2 separate regions of the Gossypium raimondii genome follow, and region 1 is linked to region 2. Evidence: chromatin contacts called from public Hi-C data. All regions are on one chromosome and are shown on one strand. The core of a region is the stretch at or near the end of the contact, and the rest is flanking DNA. Distances in the headings are between cores, read along the strand shown. Region 1 holds the start of LOC105763350 (CDPK-related kinase 5). Region 2 holds the start of LOC105763348 (peptidyl-prolyl cis-trans isomerase CYP40).

The links. A called contact is a pair of places that touch in the nucleus more often than the background predicts.
Region 1: a contact with region 2 is called in a Hi-C map of leaf, with 1.8 times the contacts expected there. The contact joins the promoter of LOC105763350 here to the promoter of LOC105763348 in region 2. A contact is called at or near these places in 2 of 2 Hi-C or Micro-C datasets (both in leaf).

What each region holds. Positions count from the first base shown.
Region 1 is chr12:13,543,551-13,548,399 of ASM2569854v1, forward strand. LOC105763350 (CDPK-related kinase 5) reads left to right here and starts at 2,593. Exons shown (of 11, transcript XR_001124173.2): 1 at 2,593-3,368; 2 at 3,709-3,839; 3 at 3,947-3,988; 4 at 4,103-4,211; 5 at 4,523-4,601; 6 at 4,691-4,849.
Region 2 is chr12:13,383,003-13,388,391 of ASM2569854v1, forward strand. LOC105763348 (peptidyl-prolyl cis-trans isomerase CYP40) reads left to right here and starts at 2,329. Exons shown (of 9, transcript XM_052625634.1): 1 at 2,329-2,722; 2 at 3,496-3,996; 3 at 4,246-4,333; 4 at 4,419-4,471; 5 at 4,702-4,806; 6 at 5,272-5,347. The coding sequence starts at 2,552. LOC105763347 (peroxidase 10) reads left to right here. Exons shown (of 4, transcript XM_012581548.2): 2 at 1-37; 3 at 136-298; 4 at 421-1,134. The coding sequence ends at 830.

The DNA of each region.
Region 1 (4,849 bases), core at 1,343-3,842, 160 kb after region 2:
TTATATTTATCCAATATAATTATAAATTGGTGTATTCATTTGTTTAAATGTGTATGATTAAATCAAAATTAAAGTTTCAAGTATACATTTGAACCACAATTAGAGTTTCATGTGTATAATTGCACCAAATTAAAGTTCATATAAACAACTGCATATTCAATCAAAGTTCATGTATAATTTAAGATTTATCTTAACAATATATTATGGCAAAGTTGTCATTATAAATTTCTATTTGAGATTGGATAAATATTAAATTAAGAGAATGTTTCTAATATTAAAATTAAAAATTTGATTGGATAAATTCTAATAAATATTGAAATATACTTTATATTCATTTTGAATTAAATTTTAATTGTAATTTATACTATTATTATATTAAAATTAAAATGAACAGATAAAATCCGTGTAAATTGATTAATTGGTAAAAATGGATAAAACCTAAAAAAACTTAGATCTTATTTTTATTTATTTAAATAAAATTTTATAATAAGATTTCAACTTTTAACCAATTAGATATTTACTAAAGATCATATTATTTAACTAAATATATATTTCATCAATATTAAAATTTTAAAAAGATTAAAGTATTAAAATTATTATTTCACTTTGATGACAGCATGAGAAAATGAATCCTTGTTGTTGAAATGTGGATTACTAATATTAGCTTATATCTTAAGGAAACAAATATTAGAAAATTCATCAATACAAAAGAAAAGAAAAAAGAAGAAGTTTCCTCAGCAATTATTTGGCAACCCAGAGGCAAATCAAAGCCAAGATATATATCTTTTCATTAAATCTGATAATTTTATATATTTATACTAATCATGCAAATAAATTATTAAACGTATATCACAAACTCAAGATCCTGGGCATGAATAATATATGTGTATTAAGTTAATCATGTTTATTATATATTTGTTTGGTGTGCAAAATTTCAAATGTCAACCATTACATATTTTATTATTATGAAATCGTCTAACTCTCTTAAAACAAAAATTTGGACAATTCTTTATTCAGGACAATATCTTTAACATTTTATCATCATTAAATTGAATACACTTTTTTTCCCGGATGGAATGAGAGCCTTGTCCATGAAAACGAAGTAGTTTTGAGTTCTAGGAACTGAAAAAAATGGTATTATGAGTCCCTATATTACTATGTAAAGTTCATTTTAGTCCTTCTACTAAAATTTGCTCTGGATTTGTCCTTGTAGATTAAAAATTTATTCAAATCATGACACCATCACAATTTGTTGTTAAGTTAGTGATAATTTGGACAAAGGGATAAATATTAAAACTATACATAAACTTTGTTTAAATGAGCAATTTGATACATGAATTTTGATTTGATGCAATCATACACATGAAACTTTGATTATAGTTACACAAAACTTTAATTTTGATTCAATTGTAAACTTTTAAAGAAATAAATATATCGATTTATTTTTATATTTGATAAAGATAATTATTTGTATTTGTAATGTAAAATGGTGCTATATTGATAATTGTGTTGACGATTTGTGAAAACTAAATCAAATCAAAATTTCATGTATAAAATTATATAAAATCAAATTTCATATATGACATTGCACATTTGATAAAAGTTCATGTATAGTTTTAAAATTTACTCTCTTAGACAAAATAAATCATACCCAATTGATTTATTCATGATCCAACCATGTGTATTTTTTTGGGATGGTTAGGTTTTTTATGGGTATAAATCTATTGAATATGATATCTTTGTCTAAATTATTAATAATTTAAAATAAATTATTTAAATATATAAAAATTAATTTGAAGGAATTTTTAATGGAAGGAATTAAATTAAAATAAAATATTATAGTATAACGACTCTTGGTAGACTAAGGGTGAGTTTGGATGGGCAGTGCGTTTACCTGCGGTTAGTGTAAAAACAACGGTAACGGTAAGATTAGATACTATAGCGATACTGTAGCATGAGACAAAAAATAAACTAAACAAACTGTACCGCATCCAATCATCCATCCAAACCCACCCTAAAGAAAAAGAGAAGAAGGGAGAATCGACATCCCAACCTGAAGCAAGTAAGTAAACACTCAACACGAAAAATAGAGGAACACGAAATTTCGCCACCAAATTACTGCATGTCAAAAACTAAATTCATTAGCCACCCACCTAAGTTTGCGCCACGTGGAAAATCAGTCCAAATCATGATTCACTGGACTGGCCCCACGAAAAAGCTAACCCATCTTTTTCAATTACCACATAACATAACATACTAACCACAACAAGATTAAAATGATTTTGCTAAATTACTTTGAAAGGATTTGGCCGAGGTTCTAAATTTAATTTTAAATTTTCTTACAAAACAATAATATTTAGTTAAAAATTAATGAAAAGACATTTGTATGAAATTATATTAAAATTTTAGTTTTATAATTAATACTAAATTCATCCTTAAATTAATAAAATAATTATGTTTCCATATTTATTATGAATGAATAACAAAATACTGAATCCGGTAGAGGTAAGTCAAAATTACTGTTTCAAATGCATAAAATTTAATTATAATATTAATTTTTTGATAAACGAAAAAGTGAAGTCCCCGTCGTTTCCTTATCTCACCAATTAACGCTTTCAAACAGCATAGACAACAAAAGCTTTGAGTTTTCTTTTTATTATTAGTTTTCATTTCAATTTTATAGTTTGTTGAAATGGTTTAAGGCTTTAAGGAGAGATTCAAAATCCTACTCTCCGGGGAAAAGAGAGAGATAGGCGTACACTTCAATGGGTCTTTGCACCTCCAAACCCTCCCCAAACCCTTCTGATTCTACAAATGCCTCTATCAATACCCGGAATAACGATATCTACCGCAAGCCTAACTCTGTTTCGGCTTCTCCTTTACCTGATGGAGTAAACTCCAAGGAAGATCAAGGTAAACAAGGAGAAGAAGAAAAAGAAAGCTCCAATCCCAACAATGAAGGCAAGAAATCGCCGTTTTTCCCGTTTTATAGTCCCAGTCCAGCTCACTACTTGTTTTCCAAAAAGTCTCCTGCGAGATCTTCAACCAATTCCACTCCAAAACGGTTTTTCAGGAGGCCATTCCCTCCGCCGTCTCCGGCGAAGCATATTAGGGCAGTGCTTGCGCGGAGGCACGGGTCTGTGAAGCCGAATGAGGCCGCGATCCCGGAAGGAAGCGACGCAGAGGCAGCGGGAGCTACCGGTACCGGACTGGATAAGAGCTTCGGCTTCTCGAAGCACTTCGGGAGCAAATATGAGCTCGGAGACGAAGTAGGAAGAGGCCATTTCGGTTATACTTGTACGGCGAAGTTTAAGAAAGGAGAGCTTAAAGGACAACAAGTTGCCGTTAAAGTTATACCTAAAGCGAAGGTTTCATTTTAATTTTCATTTTGTTTTTATCTACTTTATTTATTTTAATCTTAGAACTTTTGCCTTTTTGCGCTTATGGATTTGAATTAAAATTCTTTGACAGTGAAAAAAACGAGATCCGACTAGAAGACCCTCAGTTAGATTTTTATACTTACTGGAAATAAGAAAATGAATTTAAATATTGAATTTGCTGATTTTTTTTTTAACAGAGTAATCATAACTCGGAATTAAAATGTATACTCACGGAGTTATGTTCTACAATTTTATTTCTGTATAATAGCTATTTTTGTGCCTTGAATTGATATGTTATGCTTGTTGATTTTTGTGTTTTTGTTTATAGATGACTACTGCAATTGCCATTGAGGATGTTAGAAGGGAGGTAAAAATATTAAGAGCTCTATCTGGACATAGCAATTTAGTACAATTCTATGATGCCTACGAGGACCATGATAATGTCTACATAGTGATGGAGTAAGTACCATACGAAAACATGAACTCGGTTTTGGGTTCAGTGTGTTCAGGATCATTTGGTTTGATGATTTGTGATGGGTTCTAATTAGTTACTATGTATCTTTCAGATTATGTGAAGGAGGGGAGCTCTTGGACAGAATTCTTTCTAGGTATTTCTTCTAATAATAGCTACTTCTGATTCTGATTCCAAAATAAGAGTTTGAGGCTGAATGTACTTAGTTTGGATTTGATTACCTATCAAGTGTATTCTTCTAATCATGCAGGGGCGGAAAATACACTGAGGATGATGCAAAAGCTGTGATGATTCAGATACTTAACGTTGTTGCTTTTTGCCATCTCCAGGGTGTTGTGCACCGGGATCTTAAACCTGAGGTGAATATCTTTCCAGTTCTAATAAGGTTTCTGATATTTTTTTTTCTGGGTGGTATTACACTGGTTTTGTGGTCCCATATAAGATTTCTAAGGTTTATGTAAGGCTTTTCCTTGAGGATAACCTTGCGCTAAGTATTCTGGTTAAGCAGTCACCGAAGCCTAGGCACTACTGCTTGTTTTCTTGGTTGTGCTTCATTCTAGCATATTTCATTTTCATCTTCTTAGCAGCAGAGGTTTTAATAGGTATATAATAAAAATTTGCCCATTGCCTACCTGATATTATACTAAATTTAGCTATTTTCTGTGACCAGAATTTCTTGTTTACATCAAAGGATGAAAATTCACAATTGAAGGCTATAGACTTTGGCTTGTCTGATTTTGTGAAACCGGGTTTGTACTCAAATTCGTATTGCTTAAGCCATAGTGCTTTAGTTATTTGATTAATTTCTTCATGTTTTCTTTTTCCTTTTCAATTTCAGATGAAAGGCTTAATGACATTGTTGGTAGTGCATACTATGTAGCACCAGAAGTTCTACATAGGTCTTACAGTACAGAAGCAGATGTCTGGAGCATAGGTGTGATTGCTTATATTCTTTTGTGTGGTAGTCGTCCATTTTGGGCTCGAACAGAGTCTGGGA
Region 2 (5,389 bases), core at 1,079-3,578:
TATATTAACTCTTGCAGCAAGAGAAGCTGCTAATATTGTAAGTAACATTTTCATCTTTCATTCCTAATTTTAACCTGATTCTATATCATTATCATCGTTCATGGTCCGTCGGTAACCCTGCTCTTAATCTATAAGGCAGGGGCATCGTATTGGATGGTACCGTTGGGTCGCCGAGATGGCCGAACAGCGAATAAGACCGCAGCTAATGAACTCCCATCACCTTTTGAGTCCTTAGATAACATCATTGCGAAGTTCAATGCAAAGGGTCTTGATACAAAGGATGTGGTTGTTCTATCAGGCATGCTTTCATTCAATGCCATAATCATCAATCTTTTGATCATTTTGTGCTTCAAAAACAAAACAACAACTTGTTTATTGCCACTGCCTTTATGCTGAACAGTTCATATATGCTAAATACAGGTGCTCACACCATTGGCTTTGCTCAATGTTTCACTTTCAAACAAAGGCTATTCAACTTTGGTGGGTCACGCAAGCCAGACCCAGATCTTGAAGCATCACTTCTCAAAGGCCTTCAAACTGTGTGTCCGGATCAAGTAGATTCAGACACCACTTTAGTTCCTTTAGACTCTGTTACAACTAACAGATTCGACAACAGCTACTACAGAAACCTTGTCAACAGTTCTGGTCTTTTGCAGTCAGACCATGTTCTGAGTACAGATAATAGAACTGCTTCAATGGTGCTTAGCTACAGCAGATACCCTTATCTGTTTTTAAAAGATTTTGGAGCATCAATGGTGAAGATGGCCAACATTGGTGTTCTAATGGGACAAGATGGGGAGATAAGGAAGAACTGCAAAGTGGTCAACTAGATACCTAAGACCTTGTTCTCTTTAAGGCAGCAAATGAAGGGTTCTGTTTGGTTTGAATGACATATTTGTAGGTTTCTAAATGTGAACCACTGCATGTAAAAATATAAGTTTGTAAAAATGTGGTGAGTGCATTTCGTGATGTAATTATGGGGACCTTTCAAGGTCTAGTCTCATCACCTCAGTTCAAAGCAAATGGAAATAATTTGCAACTTGGATTGCAGGTCTCAGTGGCTACAGGCTCCATAAAAGCTATATTATATAATTAATTAACTTATAAATTCAAAAGAAAGAATTCAAGGAACAATGAGAATGCAGCAAATGTACTAAAGAGAGTGGGAGTTTGAAAATACTGAAATTATATACGTTGAAATATGAATAAAAACTTATCCAGCATCAATTTTTTTTTTATATATACATATCAAACTGAGGAGGAAGATTACGTACGCATGAATGAATTGAATTAATTTTATAATCTTACTATATTCTCTTTATACATATGTGTTTTTGCACTCATTAGATTGGGTCACAGGGAAGTGAGGAATGCTTTAAGAGGACTGGAAATGATACGCGTGGTAAAACGTTAAATTGATATTTTCATCATTTTTAATGCTTAAATCAAATAATGGATTGTTTAAAAAAGAATAATAAGTTTGTTGAGATTGATTCATTCCTTCTGCTCTATCTAATTTTGTAGTTGAGGGGTTTGAGCTGTGTTAAATGGCATCCAACTTTGTCCCCTTTATTTATCCAATAATAGCTTCTTGTTAGCTTTTGGGACTTTTTGGCCGTGGTATAACAATGTGTGAAGTTTACTTTCAATTATCCATATCTTAATCATTTTTTGGGAGATTTATGAGTCTCATTTAAACTTCATACTTGTACATAATTGATGTTTCACTTTCATAAGTATAGTTAGGGTAATGATAAAAATAGTTATGTTAATATTTGATATATCAATCTTACTTTATTTTTACAAAATGGTTAATAATATGTCTTCATGGTTGAAAATATATAAAATTATATTTCTTTTACAAAATTTGTTATTATGAGTTTATACTTTTTTAAGGTAAACTACAACATTAATCATTAAATTTTGAGTAAGCTTTTGTTTTGGTTACTTAACAAAAAAAGTTACAATTTGGTCATTAAACTATTAAAAATTTTCATTTAAGTCGGTAGATTATTCAAAAGTTTGTATTTAATTCATTGGATTATTAAGTTTTCTTTTAAAAAGTTTTGCAAACAAGTTGCAAGTGATGATTCGGCGATTGGTACGATAGATCATTATCCATCGACGAGTAGAAAAACATATTTAAAATCTAAGTTGATCTAATAGTTAATGTCGGAGATTAGAGAAAAAATATTTAAATTTTAGTTAACAATTTATGAAAAAATAAATAATAAAAAAAAGAGGAAAAAACACTTTTATTTAATACAGAGTGTGAAAATTTTTTTTATATTGAATTGTTGTTTAATCTCTCGAGAGGCTGGAAATTTGAGCCCACATCCTTAACCTCAAAATCCGTGTCATGTAACTCACTCTACACAAATATCCGACGGTTCCAAAGGCACCCTTAAAACCAGGCAGCTGTTGCCAAAGCAAACCAACCAACACGGCAAAACGAACCAGCAAAGCCAGAACCGACGACCTTTTGTTTTCTTTTTTTGGGTTCAAGTGGGATTAGGGTTGTTTTCATTTTCAGTTGAAGAAGAGAAGGAAAATGGTGAACCCAAGGTGTTATTTGGACATAAGTATAGGAGGAGAACTAGAAGGAAGGATTGTAGTGGAGTTGTACACGGATGTTGTGCCTAAAACTGCTGAGAATTTCAGGACTTTGTGCACTGGTGAGAAAGGCATTGCTCCTAACTCTGCTGCCTCCCTGCATTACAAGGTTCTTCCTTTTCTCTTTCCTATATTTACAACTCTTGACTGCATCAAAGTATCTCTATTTTAGTGTTAATTCTTTTTTCTTTCCTCCTGGAATGTCAAAAAGGTGTTCAAATTCTTTGGTTTGAGTTTAGTGGGTGTGGTAATGAGGCTTTTGCTTTGAGTGAAGTAAAACCCTTTTCTGTGTGCGATTCTTTTATGTATTGTGGCTCGTTACTTGTTTTCTTTGTAAGTGAGTAATTGGTAGAGCTTACATGTTTTCTTTGCACATCTTGTATTATTTGGTGTAAAGCGAGCATTTCCTAGAGTAAAAAAGATTGAATTTTCCTTGGGAATTGAGGTTTGTTTTTTCAACTGGGAATTCTTGTAATAAGAAGCAATGTAACTCCTTTATTTCCTTTCTCAAATGCAGTTTGCTTCTAATGTTGATGCATGTAGACATAACTTGAAACTTAGAGAATGAAGGGCATTAAATATGGTATTGTTAGATGGTTTCTTGTTTTTGTAATTTCACTTTGGTTGAATGATCATATGCTCTCGTTTTACATGCCTTTACGCTCTTTAGGTCCTATGTTGATGGGCACACAGGCAGTTCAAGGTACTTCACGTTAGAATTTGATGCATGTGGAAAATGTTATGGTTTTCTTGTAATTCTGCTATTATGAAATTAATCTGCCAAAAATGATGACTATGCACTTCCAAATAGTTTCCTTTACTTATGTAAGAAACTTTGTAGTGATTTCCTTTTTTAATAATAATGCAATTTCAATTTAATAGGGTGTGCGCTTTCATCGCATTATCCGAGGTTTTATGATACAAGGTGGGGATATATCAGCTGGTGATGGAACTGGGGGAGAATCCATTTATGGCTTGAAATTTGAAGATGAAAATTTCGAGTTAAAACATGAAAGAAAAGGAATGTTATCGATGGCTAATATGGGGCCTAACACCAATGGGTCTCAATTCTTCATTACAACTACTCGAACATCTCATCTCGATGGAAAACATGTGGTTTTTGGGAAGGTTATAAAAGGAATGGGTGTTGTTCGTTCTATCGAGCTTGTTGCTACTAAGGATGGTGATTACCCCACTCAAGAGGTTATAATTGCTGATTGCGGAGAAATTCCTGAGGGGGCAGATGATGGAGTATCCAACTTTTTTAAGGATGGTGATATATATCCTGATTGGCCAGTTGACCTTGAAAAAAAACCAGATGAAATTTCTTGGTGGATGAAGGCAGTAGACTCTATTAAAGCTTTTGCAAATGAGCAATACAAGGTATTTGATATATAGTTACAGTTTTCTGCAGTTTAATTTGCTCATTTTTTTCCCATTTCCTAGATTATGCATGGTACATTCTTTCTTATGAATGAGTATGCCTGGTACTCTCTTCAAGTTATGAATGCTTAATGATGTCACATTTTCTACCATACATTTGATTATCAATGTCTTTTGTTCTTTTGTTTGGAATTTGATTTACTGCTACAATGCCACACGCTAAATTTTCCTAGTTGTCCCCTCTTACAGAAACAAGACTATAAGGTTGCTCTTAGAAAATATTGGAAGGCTTTACGTTACTTGGATGTCTGCTGGGACTTGGAGGGAATTGATCAAGGTGTGTCCATCGTGATATTATTGCCATGAATCCTCTAGTTTTTTCGCTGACCATTTTCCTTCCTTTCTAATTTGTCATCGCACAGCAAAGAGCTCGTATTTGCGGAAGACCAAGTCTCAGATGTTTACAAACAGTTCTGTAAGATTTTAATGTCCTTGAAAATTGATCATATGTTGAGGCATCTAGCATGCAACAACTTTCCAATCTTCTTTCTTGCTTTTTAGGTTCTCATTCATTTAATATGCTCTGTAATGGTTTGAAAGCATGTTATGATAGGGAGTTCCTCTATGTTAGCATATGTTATCACATTATATTCCTTTTTAGGTTATTGATGTTTGTTTCTTTTCATATAACTGTTGTCTGTTTAGGCCTGCAAGTTGAAACTAGGCGATCTAAAAGGAGCATTGTTGAATGCAGACTTCGCGATTCGTGATGGAGAAGATAATGTGAAAGCTTTCTTTCGTCAAGGCCAGGTTAGTGCTTACTATTTGTATGATATCCAAAGCCAAGTTTATTGATTCCTTGACACTGCTTCTTTTACTTAGTAGTGTTTGTAATTTAGCTCGTAGCCATGATTTTCTTGGATGACTAGTGTTGGAGCTTTTCAAGCATAACTATTTCATAGTTTCTTATTTTGCTAATTGGTTTGAGGGAGGACGGACCCATGCGTGTTTGTAATTTACTTGGTAGTGTTTGTAATTTAGTTCGTAGCCATGATTTTCTTGGATGACTAGTTTTGGAGCTTTTCAAGCATAACTATTTCATGGTTTCTTATTTTGGTAACTGGTTTGTGGGAGGACCCATGCATGTTTATAATGATGTAAACCACATGCCCTCTATTTTCAGTGAATGCACATTGTTCAAACTATTACATGGTTAACTGCACTTTTACTGGGGATTCTTTTTACTTAATTGCTTTTGTTTTTAACTGATCTCAGGCAAATATGGCACTTAATGACCTCGATTCTGCAGTTGAGAGCTTTAAAAAGGCATTGGACTTGGAACCCAATGATGGTCAGTACAATCTTGTCTCAAGTGAATAGCTGCGAAACCTCT